Linked DNA regions of Mus musculus: region 1 is linked to region 2. Evidence: chromatin contacts called from public targeted proximity ligation data. All regions are on one chromosome and are shown on one strand. The core of a region is the stretch at or near the end of the contact, and the rest is flanking DNA. Distances in the headings are between cores, read along the strand shown. Region 1 has its middle 18 kb from the start of 2700046G09Rik. Region 2 has its middle 110 kb from the start of A1cf.

What was found.
Region 1: a targeted proximity ligation map of pro-B cells shows a contact between it and region 2, with 6 times the contacts expected there. A contact is called at or near these places in 2 of 39 promoter capture datasets (the 3T3-L1 cell line and hippocampal neurons), 19 of 484 Hi-C or Micro-C datasets (the AML12 cell line, the C2C12 cell line, the G1E-ER4 cell line and 14 more), 3 of 130 datasets of targeted methods (large pre-B cells and pro-B cells) and 1 of 9 other capture datasets (embryonic stem cells).

What each region holds. Positions count from the first base shown.
Region 1 is chr19:32,405,117-32,410,188 of GRCm38.p6, reverse strand. No RefSeq gene overlaps it. Among named protein-coding and RNA genes, the nearest start is that of 2700046G09Rik, 18 kb to the right of the region's middle.
Region 2 is chr19:31,974,341-31,979,532 of GRCm38.p6, reverse strand. No RefSeq gene overlaps it. Among named protein-coding and RNA genes, the nearest start is that of A1cf, 110 kb to the right of the region's middle.

The DNA of each region.
Region 1 (5,072 bases), core at 1,984-4,483, 430 kb before region 2:
TTGGGCCTGAGTTCCTTGGTCTTGTGCTCTAGGAATGGGGTAATAGGTCCTCGGTATGCACTATGAAATCGGCTATGAATGAAGAATAAACAACTCTATTATAAGAACAGAGAACAGATGATTAGCCAGTCTAACTGATCAAGACTTCAAAAATAGGATGTCAGACAGATGACCTGTTCCTTAGTAAATACCAGTTGTCTTCAGTCAAACATAGAAAGAAACTTGCTACAATAGACTTGGTCTGCTTAAACTTGGATAATCGATGAGCTTATGGAAAGAAAGATAAATGAGAATTGTTTGCTTAGCTCTAAGTTTCAAGGAAGAAAAACACAATCAACAGTTGGGTTGACATTTCCTCTTACGTCATGATTTTAATCTGGTTTTTGAAGACTATGTTTTTGTGGTAATTGTTTAACTTGTGGCTATGAGATAACTTCCTTCTTAAATAGAAAAGCTTTTTTTTCTTAAGGGGGTATTAAAATGGTTAAGAGAAAAAAATGCTAGAGCCTGTCTTTGCTTCAACATCTCTCTCTCTCTCTCTCTCTCTCTCTCTCTCTCTCTCTCTCTCTCTCTCTCTCTCTCTCATGCTTGTGTGTGTGCTTGAATTACCCCCTTTCTTTTCTCTAATTGCTGGCTTCCAGCAGCAGCAACCTCCACAGGTTGCTATCAGCACTGGCCCTTTCACCCTTTCACACCATACCCCAATGCCTGCCTCAGTTTATCCTGTGGTGTCAAAGCTGATCTTTGACAGCTACTCACCTATTATTTCTGCCACCAACAAAAGAAACACTGCTGTAACAGTTGGTGTTTTTTAATGCAAAACTGACCCCCCCAATCCTGTTCATCTCCCCATTCCCTCATATCTGCCCTTTGCTCATACAACCTCCCCATCCCCAACACACACACACACACACACACACACACACACACACACACACACACACACACACACACACATTAAAACAAAAAACAAAGAAAACATTTCATCTCCCACCTGCAGCAGTAGTGAGGGTGTGTGGAGGGAAAGGACATTAACCTCGCATCCGAACCACCTTACAGTAGATTAACAGTGGGGCTAGCTCTCCTGCTCTTGCCTTCTGGGCTGGCTCACCGGCACCCCTACCACCAGGGTCAGCTCTGGTGTGCCTTTTAGGTGAGGTGCAGGGCCTGATCCCCCAAATGCTGCAGTTGGTGAGGGGCAGGGCTAGCTCTCCCAAGCTCATGACTCTGTAGGCAGGCAGCTCTCTTGACTGCTGAGATGGTGAGGGGTGGAGGCATAACCTCGGTACCCATGCTACCCCATGGCAGACAAGTGATGGGGTTGTCTTCTGCTACTAAGGCTGGCTCCACTCTGCTGCCTGGCTGAGAACAGGGTAGGCTCTCCCAGTGCTACTGCCAGTGAGAGGCAGGGCCAGCTCTCCAGAGTGCCAGCAGCCAGTGAGGGATGGGGCCAGTTCTGCACAGCCCCTAGACATCCACATGTTTCCTGGCAGCTGCCTGGATCGGGGATGCCCCCATGATCTCTAGTGGTAATAGGAACTATTGACATTGACTCTGACTCTATAGCCCAGACATGGCCCTCGGTGGCAGCTCAGACTGGGACTTTATGATGGCCCCAGGTGTCCTGGCTGGCTACTTCTCTCCACCGTCGAGTCTCGAGTTCCATCTCTTCAAAATGCTCAAGCTGCTCCACTTCTCTTTCTCTCCCATCTGTGTCCACCACATACTCACACACTGTGGTGGCTCCCACTGCAGGCTGGCTACCCACCTGGCAAGCCCTTGTGGCACGAGAGTGTCTGTGTACCACTTGTGTTGTGTGCTGGAGGGCAAGTCTGTGGGTGACATGGGGGTTCATGAGTCCCTCTGTGTGTGTGTGTGTGTGTGTGTGTGTGTGTGTGTGTGTGTGTGCATGTGTGTGTGTCTTCTTCCCATGTTTCACTGTGTGATGGTAGGCAGGGTTCTGTGTGTCTATGGTCTGCCTGTACTGTGGGTCTTTGGAAGACAGGTCTGTAGGCATCTTTCCCAGTCTGCATAGCATGACATGGCAGAACACAGTTTTGTCTTCCTCTTCTAGCTCTGTACTGCCTGAATTTGATTTGATTTGATTTTCATGTGTCCCAGGCACGAAACAGCCTTGGCCACCAAGCCAGGCATCAAGCTAGGATGAACAAAAGATTGCCATCAGCTCTGCCCCTGACTGACATAAAAACATTACAATCACCAAAGTGTCTCGTTGCCCCATTGCCAGGGGGATAGTAAAGGGTTTTAAAGTGTACAATTTGTCTCAATACATAAGTCATTTTATTTAAAAAAAAAATCCCAGGGCTGAGGAATGAAGTTTCACAAGTTATTTATTTTGTCTCCTAGCAGGGTTTCTGGTGGGAAATAATGAATAGAATTGTGTGATGGGCTGTTAAATTTGAAATTATATCACCATTATACAAAGGAAATAAAATAAATGGCCCATATTCCCTCCCTACCCCACACATAATGTAGCAAATATATAAAGTGAATGCAACCCTTCTTGGAGTGGTTTTGATGGTTGAGTTTATAATATAACATCTTGAAATAGGAGCAATCTCTCTCTCTCTCTCTCTCTCTCTCTCTCTCTCTCTCTCTCTCTCTCTCTCTCTCTGTGTGTGTGTGTGTGTGTGTGCATCTAACCAGCCACAGTACCTAGATGAAAAAGACATCCCTGGAAGCTACACCTTTGAAGGTTATACCTAGTCCCTGGTCTCTTCTTCTCTTTCTTTGCTTCTTGGCTGCCATAATCGATGCTAACCTATTCCACACAGCTCTCCCTACCATCATGGACTGAGGCTTTTATCTCTGTCTCTGTCCCCTAACCCCCCAACTTTGAAAGCAAGCAGCAGATCTGTGGCTGGAAGACTCAAAGAACAACAGCTTGTGCAAACCCCAAAGGGGCTGTGGTTATTGAAAAGAGAAGTAAGAAATAAAACAGAGATGGGCTTTTCATTTTCCTTGATTATCTTTCCAAAGGAGGAAACAACAGTCCCTTTCTACTTGCGGACAATGAAAAACGTGCTTGACCCGGAGAAAGCTTCCCCAGTATCTCGAAGGAGGCAGGAGCCAGGGATACTTGGTCCTCGTGTCTCTTGTGTATCATAGACACTTTCCCTTGTGCTGCTGTCAAACTGTCTGGGGCATTTGTTCAAACGTTATATTCACCATATACACACTTGTGGGTCGAATATGAAAGTACCTCTAGGTGCACATGCTGACTGCCTGGTCCCCAGATGCTGCTGCTATTTGGGAGGAAGTGGTGCTGTTAGGGGGCGGGGCTAGCTGGGAGGGGGGAGTACATCACCAAGGGAGGAGGAGGAGAAGGAGGAGAAGGGGGGGCTTATGCCTTTTTTTTCAATTTTTATTAGATATTTTCTTCATTTACATTTCAAATGCTATCCCAAAAGTCCCCGATACCCTACCCCCGTCCTGCTCTCCTACCCACCCACTCACACTTCTTGGCGCTGGCGTTCCCCTGTACTGCGGGCTTATGCCTTTGAAGGTTATAAATGCTCCCTAGCCGGGCATGGTGGCAGTTGCCTTTAATCCCAGCACTTGGGAGACAGAGGCAGGCAAATTTCTGAGTTCGAGGTCAGCCTGATCTACAGAGTGAGTTCCAGGACAGCCAGGGCTACACAGAGAAACCCTGTCTCGAAAAACCAAAATAAGTAAACAAACAAATAAATGCTCCCTACTCCCTACTCTCTTCCTTTCTCTCTGCTTCCTGGCCGCCATGATGGAAGCTGATCCACTCTACCCAGGTGTCTTCATCACTGTGAACCTCTCCAGCCACAAGCTAAAATAAATTATTGTTTCTTTAGCTACTTTGTCACAGCAATGAAGGCTTGCTAACACGACATTACCTGTTTCTTCATCTGTGAAATGGGGCTAAATTATAGTCTCTGCCTCATAGAACTATGAACATCGTAAAAGAATAACTGTGCAAAGTAAACGCAAGCGTGTATTAGTGCCTTTCACATAGAGTTAACTGTTCCCAGATTAATGTGTGCTGGGATGTTCACATTAGCCTAAATCTGTGGGAACCTCTTATGAATATTCTTGACAACTCACAAAGACCACGGAAAACTGCCTTTTAGAGACTAGGCACTTTCCAGTTCACTTATGGTGTTTAGCATGACAGACACGTTGTGGACACTCTCCAAAATGTCGTCCTCTCCTCGACTCAGTTGATGGTGTCTTCTTTAAAAATGAAACATGGGAAAGGGGGAACCACAGGACACATAGTAACTTAAGTTGCTCCCAAGTTGGTTTGTTGTGTGTATCTGTTGCCAAGGAAACAGGTTTTGCCTTTCAAATCAGAGTGTGGGAAAGTCAGAGTGCTGCCACTGATTTAGGCCTCAATGTGGGAAGCAAGGTAGCCTTTTTACTCCCTGTGGTACATGATTTACAGCCTGCAGTCACTGGGTGTCAATGTCTTCATGTCTAAAAATGGAGGAAGGTAGATTCAGCCTTCATAGTCTCTGGGAAAATGCTACTTCCTATGCTAAGAACAAATACTATCTCATTCTGGTGATGTCAGGTACCTGGAATAGACAGATTTGTAGATACCAACAAAAGTAGACTAGGGGATGGATGCCAAGGGCTTGGAATGAATATAGCAGTTCTGTTTGAAATAGATTTTAGTCCTGTCCATAAATATGAGTGCACTTAGTGTCATCAAATTGTATATTTTATCACGGAGACTGAATTTACCTATACACATATAACTGCTTCCTAGACAAAGCTTTGAGAGCAAGTAAAGTTTTTCCGAACTTTTTAGCTCAGCATCATGAGTTATTTAGTATTCAAAAGGAAGTTGGGATTTATGGACGATGGTCAAAATATCCCCTCCCCCATCCATCTTTTGGTTGATGTCACCTCTACTTTCCTTACACTCTCAATGGCACATCTCTGCTTGAAACCTTATTTCCAAGGTCTCTCAGAGGGACCCAGTGGGAGATAGTTCTACAGTTCCAGTTTTTGTACAAGTATCTGAAATGACTACATCAGGTCAGGGCCCAAGAGCCTTACTCAGCACACTTGCAGGG
Region 2 (5,192 bases), core at 2,218-4,717:
CACCTTCATAGAAGCAAGGGGAGGGGGATGGTACAGGGGGGTTCCAGAGGGGAAACTGGGAAAGGAGATAACATTTGATATGTAAATAAATAAAATATCCAATAAAAGAAAAAATATTAAAGAAAAAGAAAATAGCAATTAATATTCATGATAAGAAAAAGAAAAAAGAAAAAGTGTTCTATAGGCTTTTTGTACCTCTTGGCCATCACTTTCTTTAGGTTGAGGAAGTTTTCTTCTATGATTTTGTTGAAGACATTTTCAAGTCCTTTGAGCTGGGAATCTTCGTTCTCCTCTATTCTGATTATTCTTAGATTTGGTCTTTTCATTGTGTCCTGAATTTCCTGGATGCTTTGGGTTAGAAGATTTTTATGTTTTGAATTTTCTTTGACAGTTGTGTCAATATTTTCTAAGGTACCTTCTACACCTGAGATTCTCTCTTCTATCTCTTGTACTCTGTTGGTGATGCTTATATCTGTGATTCCTGACCTCTTTCCTAGGTTTTCCATTTAATGGTTGCCTCCATTTGTGTTTTCTTTATTGTTTCTATTTCTACTTTTGGGTCTTGGACCACTTTTTTCAATTCCTTCACCTGTTTGTGTTTTCCTGTACTTCTTTAAGAGATTAATTTGTTTCCTCTTTAATGGCTTCTATCTGTTTAACTGTATTTCCTGAATTTCTTTCAGTGAGTTATTTATATCCTCCTTAAAGGACTCTATATGTTCATGAGATAAGATTTTAGATCAGCTTTCTGATTTTCACATATGTCAGTGTATCATGAGCTTTGCAGGCTTTCCCTCCCTCTCTTTCTTTCTTTTCCCCTTCCTTCCTTCCTTCCTTCCTTCCTTCCTTCCTTCCTTCCTTCCTTCCTTCCTTCCTTCCTTCCTCTCTCTCTCTCTCTCTCTCTCTCTCTCTCTCTCTCTCTTTCTTTCTTTCTCTCTTTCTCTCTTTCTCTCTTTCTTTCTCTCTCTCTTTTTTGTTCTCTCTGTTTTACTTCCTTCCTTCCTTCCTTTCTTTCTTCCTTCCTTCCTTCCTTCCTCTCTCTCTTTCCTTTCTTTCTTCCTTTATGTATGTATATTGTGTGTCATGTGCATGTAGTGTGTATGCTCATGCATGTGAGTGCATGTTTGTGCACATAGTTCAAAGCTAGAAGTTGACCTCAGGTGTACTTCTTGATTACTCTCCAGTGTTTTTCTTGAGATTAAGGTCTCTGGGTGAACTGGATTGTGCAGATTCTGCTAGCCTCAGTGCCCAGCTTCCCTGGGGAATCCTCCAATGCTGAGATTTCAGGCAGGCTGCCACACACACCTGGCTTTTATATGGATACTGGGAATCCGAAATGTGGTCCTTACGCTGGCATGACAGGCAAACCCTTCATTATGGGAACATCTCAGCTCCTTATCTGTTTATTTATTTAGTCTTTTTTTTCCCCATGTAGGATCTCAGCCTGACCTTCAGCTTGCTATAGAGCCAAGGATGCCCTTGAATCTGTGGCCCTCCTATGAGTAGCACTCATGAGATTACAGATGGGTGCCATGACTGTAGACCTGGTTTAATTATTAGTTGTAGCTTCATTTTAATTAGATTAAGGTTAATTTCATTTCTGTTTGCCAATAAGGCTTTTGTAGTAAATGTTTTTTTTTCTTTCTCTATTACACAAAGCCATAGACACATAGTGCCTGTCTTTTCACTTCAACTATGATTGGCACTAGATTTAGTAGCTGTCAGCCTGATCCATTCCTTTAAAAGACAGTCAGATATTTCTCCAAAACAGGTTTCTTTTGTCTCCTGGGAAAAGCAACATAGCAACCACTGATAGTGGGGTATTCACCAAGAAGACTATTGAAACATGGGTTTAAGTCAACCGAAAGTTTTTATCAGCCAGCCAGTGACTACACTGGGTGTTCATGATCCCAGTGTAGCACCAAGCCTTTCTTAGGGTGAACTTTTAGGCATAATATCCTAGGGAAAAAGATGGCCATCCAGCTATAAGAACCCTACAGAACTCCAAATTAGCAGCACTAGAAAGTAAAAGCCTCACAAACTATTATAATTCAAATACTATAGGTAAAATATTTAGAACACAGAGTAAAGAATGGGTATTAAAAGCAGCAAGAAAGAAAGGTCAAGTCACTTATAAGGATAGGTCCACCTTCTACCATGCCTGGTAGTGAGAGCATCCAGACTGGGGGGCTGTGTATATGGTGGTAGGCTTTCCTCCATCTGAGAGCCTGGGTCAGATCAATCAGTTCTGTTCTATGGGCTTGAGCCAGGGAGTTCTCACACCAGAGAAAGCCATTGTTAATACAGGGAAGCAGAACTGACAAACACACAGAAACACACACACACACACACACACACACACACACACACACAGAGAGAGAGAGAGAGAGAGAGAGAGAGAGAGAGAGAGAATAAAGACAACCAGGGGTGGCCATGTTTATAACCTGAACAGACAGAAGGATCCAGAGACATCTTAGTTCCTGGACACTGGATCAGCAGCCAAGTCTGACCTCTCCTTTATGTCCAAACAGAAGGCATCTTAACCAGACTTACCCTTGGAGGTGACAGACCAGGCAACTTTCTAATTTGTTTCCTTTGGAATGGAGGTGTCATTTCAAAGGTGCCTTTGAAGCATTAGGCAGCAATTGACCCTAGAAGTTCCCTGATCACCATACTCTTCCTTGCTCCAATGGCCTCTGAGAACCCCAATATCTTGAGGTCTAGAGCTTGGGACTTCAATGCGACCCCCAGAATTCTTCTTTTCTCATTTGTGAGTGTTTAAGCACAAAAGCCATGCTCTGCATTGACATACTTCAGTTAACAAAAACAGGCAGAAGCAGCACTGTAGAAGCTACAGAGCAAGGTTAGTACATTTTGAGGCTTTCCCAGAACTATGAACATATATGGATTGTTTTTTGGTTTTAGTTTTGGCATGTGGCACTGTCTATGTGCTGAGTTTTATGGCCTGAATGGTGCTTCCATCATGGAATCAGTTGTGCTAAGGTCTGGGCCTCTGTTCCATTTCGAGATGCCCAGTGCTCCCTATTGCTTCATGGTCTTGTCACTGGAGAGAAATTGGACATGTGCATATTTCACAAGGAAGGAAATAAGAACAGCCTGGTGCTTCAACTGCAGTGAAAATGACAGCGGTTGATTTAATTTCTCTGAATTTTATTTTATTCATTTTATACCGGAAATCATGGTTCCTTAAAACATTAACATTTTTGCTCATTGAGAAAAATTAAAATTTTTATTAACCACGAATTACTGTGCTGGTTAGTTTTTGCCCACTAGACACAAACTAGAGTCCCCTGGGAAGAGGGAGCCTCAGCTGAGGAATTGCCTCCCTTAGCCTGGCCTACAGGCTTGACTGATGATTGATGGAGCAGGGTCACTCTTGGCAGCAGCATCTCTGGGCAGGCAGATGTAAATTCTGTAAGAAAGCAGGTTGAGCAGGCAGAGGAAGGAATCCAGGAAGTAAAGCCTCCTCTCTCTGCTTCCTCCCTCTCCCCACTTCCTGTTCAAGGGTGAGCCAGATTAACCCTTTCCTCCCTCAGTCACTTTTTAGTGGCCATTTTATCACAACAGAAGCACTAACTAGACAATCACTTTCTAGTTCATTGAACTCGGGTTTTGAATAAAAGTAAGAAAAAATTATCTGCTTTTCAGTTCTAAAGAAATTTAGAAAATTTCTCCTTTCCCCAGTACCTATAGGGTTTCATTGTTTGCTTTCAGAAATCAGTGATGGACTGTAGCCTGGGGTTGCTAGCTAAACTAAACACTCCCTCCTAGAAGTTGCTTTTCTGTCAGGATATTTTATCATGGTAACAGAAATGAACCTAGACCAATGAGATTGTTCTGTTTTGTGGTGTGTGCGCATGTGCACACATGCGTGCACATGTGTGCATGAGTGTGTATGTGTGTGTGTTTATAGTATTTGTTAATTATTGGTAACAATATTATATTCATTTTTACAGAGAGATTTACTGAATTTAAACCCCTGCTTCTTTGTCTATACTTTCTTAGATCTCAGGTGTGTTGCCTGATCTTGTTTTCTTGGAGTTCTGTTCTGAAACCATCTGGGTGTGGTGACTTCAATTTATTTCATTTCATTTCATTTCATTTCATTTCATTTCATTTCATTTCATTTCATTTTTCACTTCTGAGAAAGCTCTTCTGTGATTCTTCTCTATTTACCTATAGATATTTAGTATATATAGTATTTAGTCTCGCCATCTCTACTATTTGTGAAGAAATTATTTTCTAGACCATCTTATTTAAGTTGTCATTTTTGAATGGTAGGCTGTATACTGTATATTTTAGGTATTTTTCATTTTCTGTAGTTTGTAGATGATCTACATTTGTCATCCCCTCTGGGTGGCCTGCTCTTTCCACCAACCCCTTACCATTTAGCTAAGTGACCCCTGCTCAGAGAACCACCTCACCTAACATAGCTTCTTTTCCCTTTTTTCCATTTTTTTTTGTGCCAACTCTCTTCCTGGCAACTCACTCTCTTATAATGTAGACCTATGGAGTCCTCTCATATTTTGATTGGAAGCGTAACCTTTAATGGCTGAGCCATCTCTCCAGCCTGAGTCAGCTATGTGTTAGCCATTCTGGCCCCAGTGCCTAAATGTGATCTGATTGGTAGCATTTCTCTGTAATAACTATTAAAATGAATACAAACCCAAGTATCCCCTGCTGCAGACCCTCTGGGTCCCTTTGTCTGCGTGGAAAGGGTCTCTAGTCACAGGTGGGCAAGGAGTCGGCGGGAATGACAGACAGATGCACACAGGAAATTGTGTAGAATCTGAATGTATTGTCACAAAGTGAACACCAGTCTTGTATAGGACAGAAAATAAAGGGGGTAGGAAGTCACAGCAGGCAAAGTACATTGAAGTTGCCTGACACAAAACAAAGGAGTGACTTCAAAGGGACTTACAGGAACCAGGTAGGTGTTTACAGTAATGATAAAGCAGTCCTGCCTAGGGTCAGCTTAATGACAGGTAAGGATTTCACACCATAATGCTACTCTTTTGAGCCTTATGAAGGCTAGCACCAGGGGGTTCTGCTCTAGCAGACCTTCTCATGAATAATGCAATACCACAACCCCCCTATTTCCTAGGCCTTGATAAATTCTTATATGAGTGTAACTTTTAAGTATCTGGAGAATCTCCATTTGTCAGAAGAAT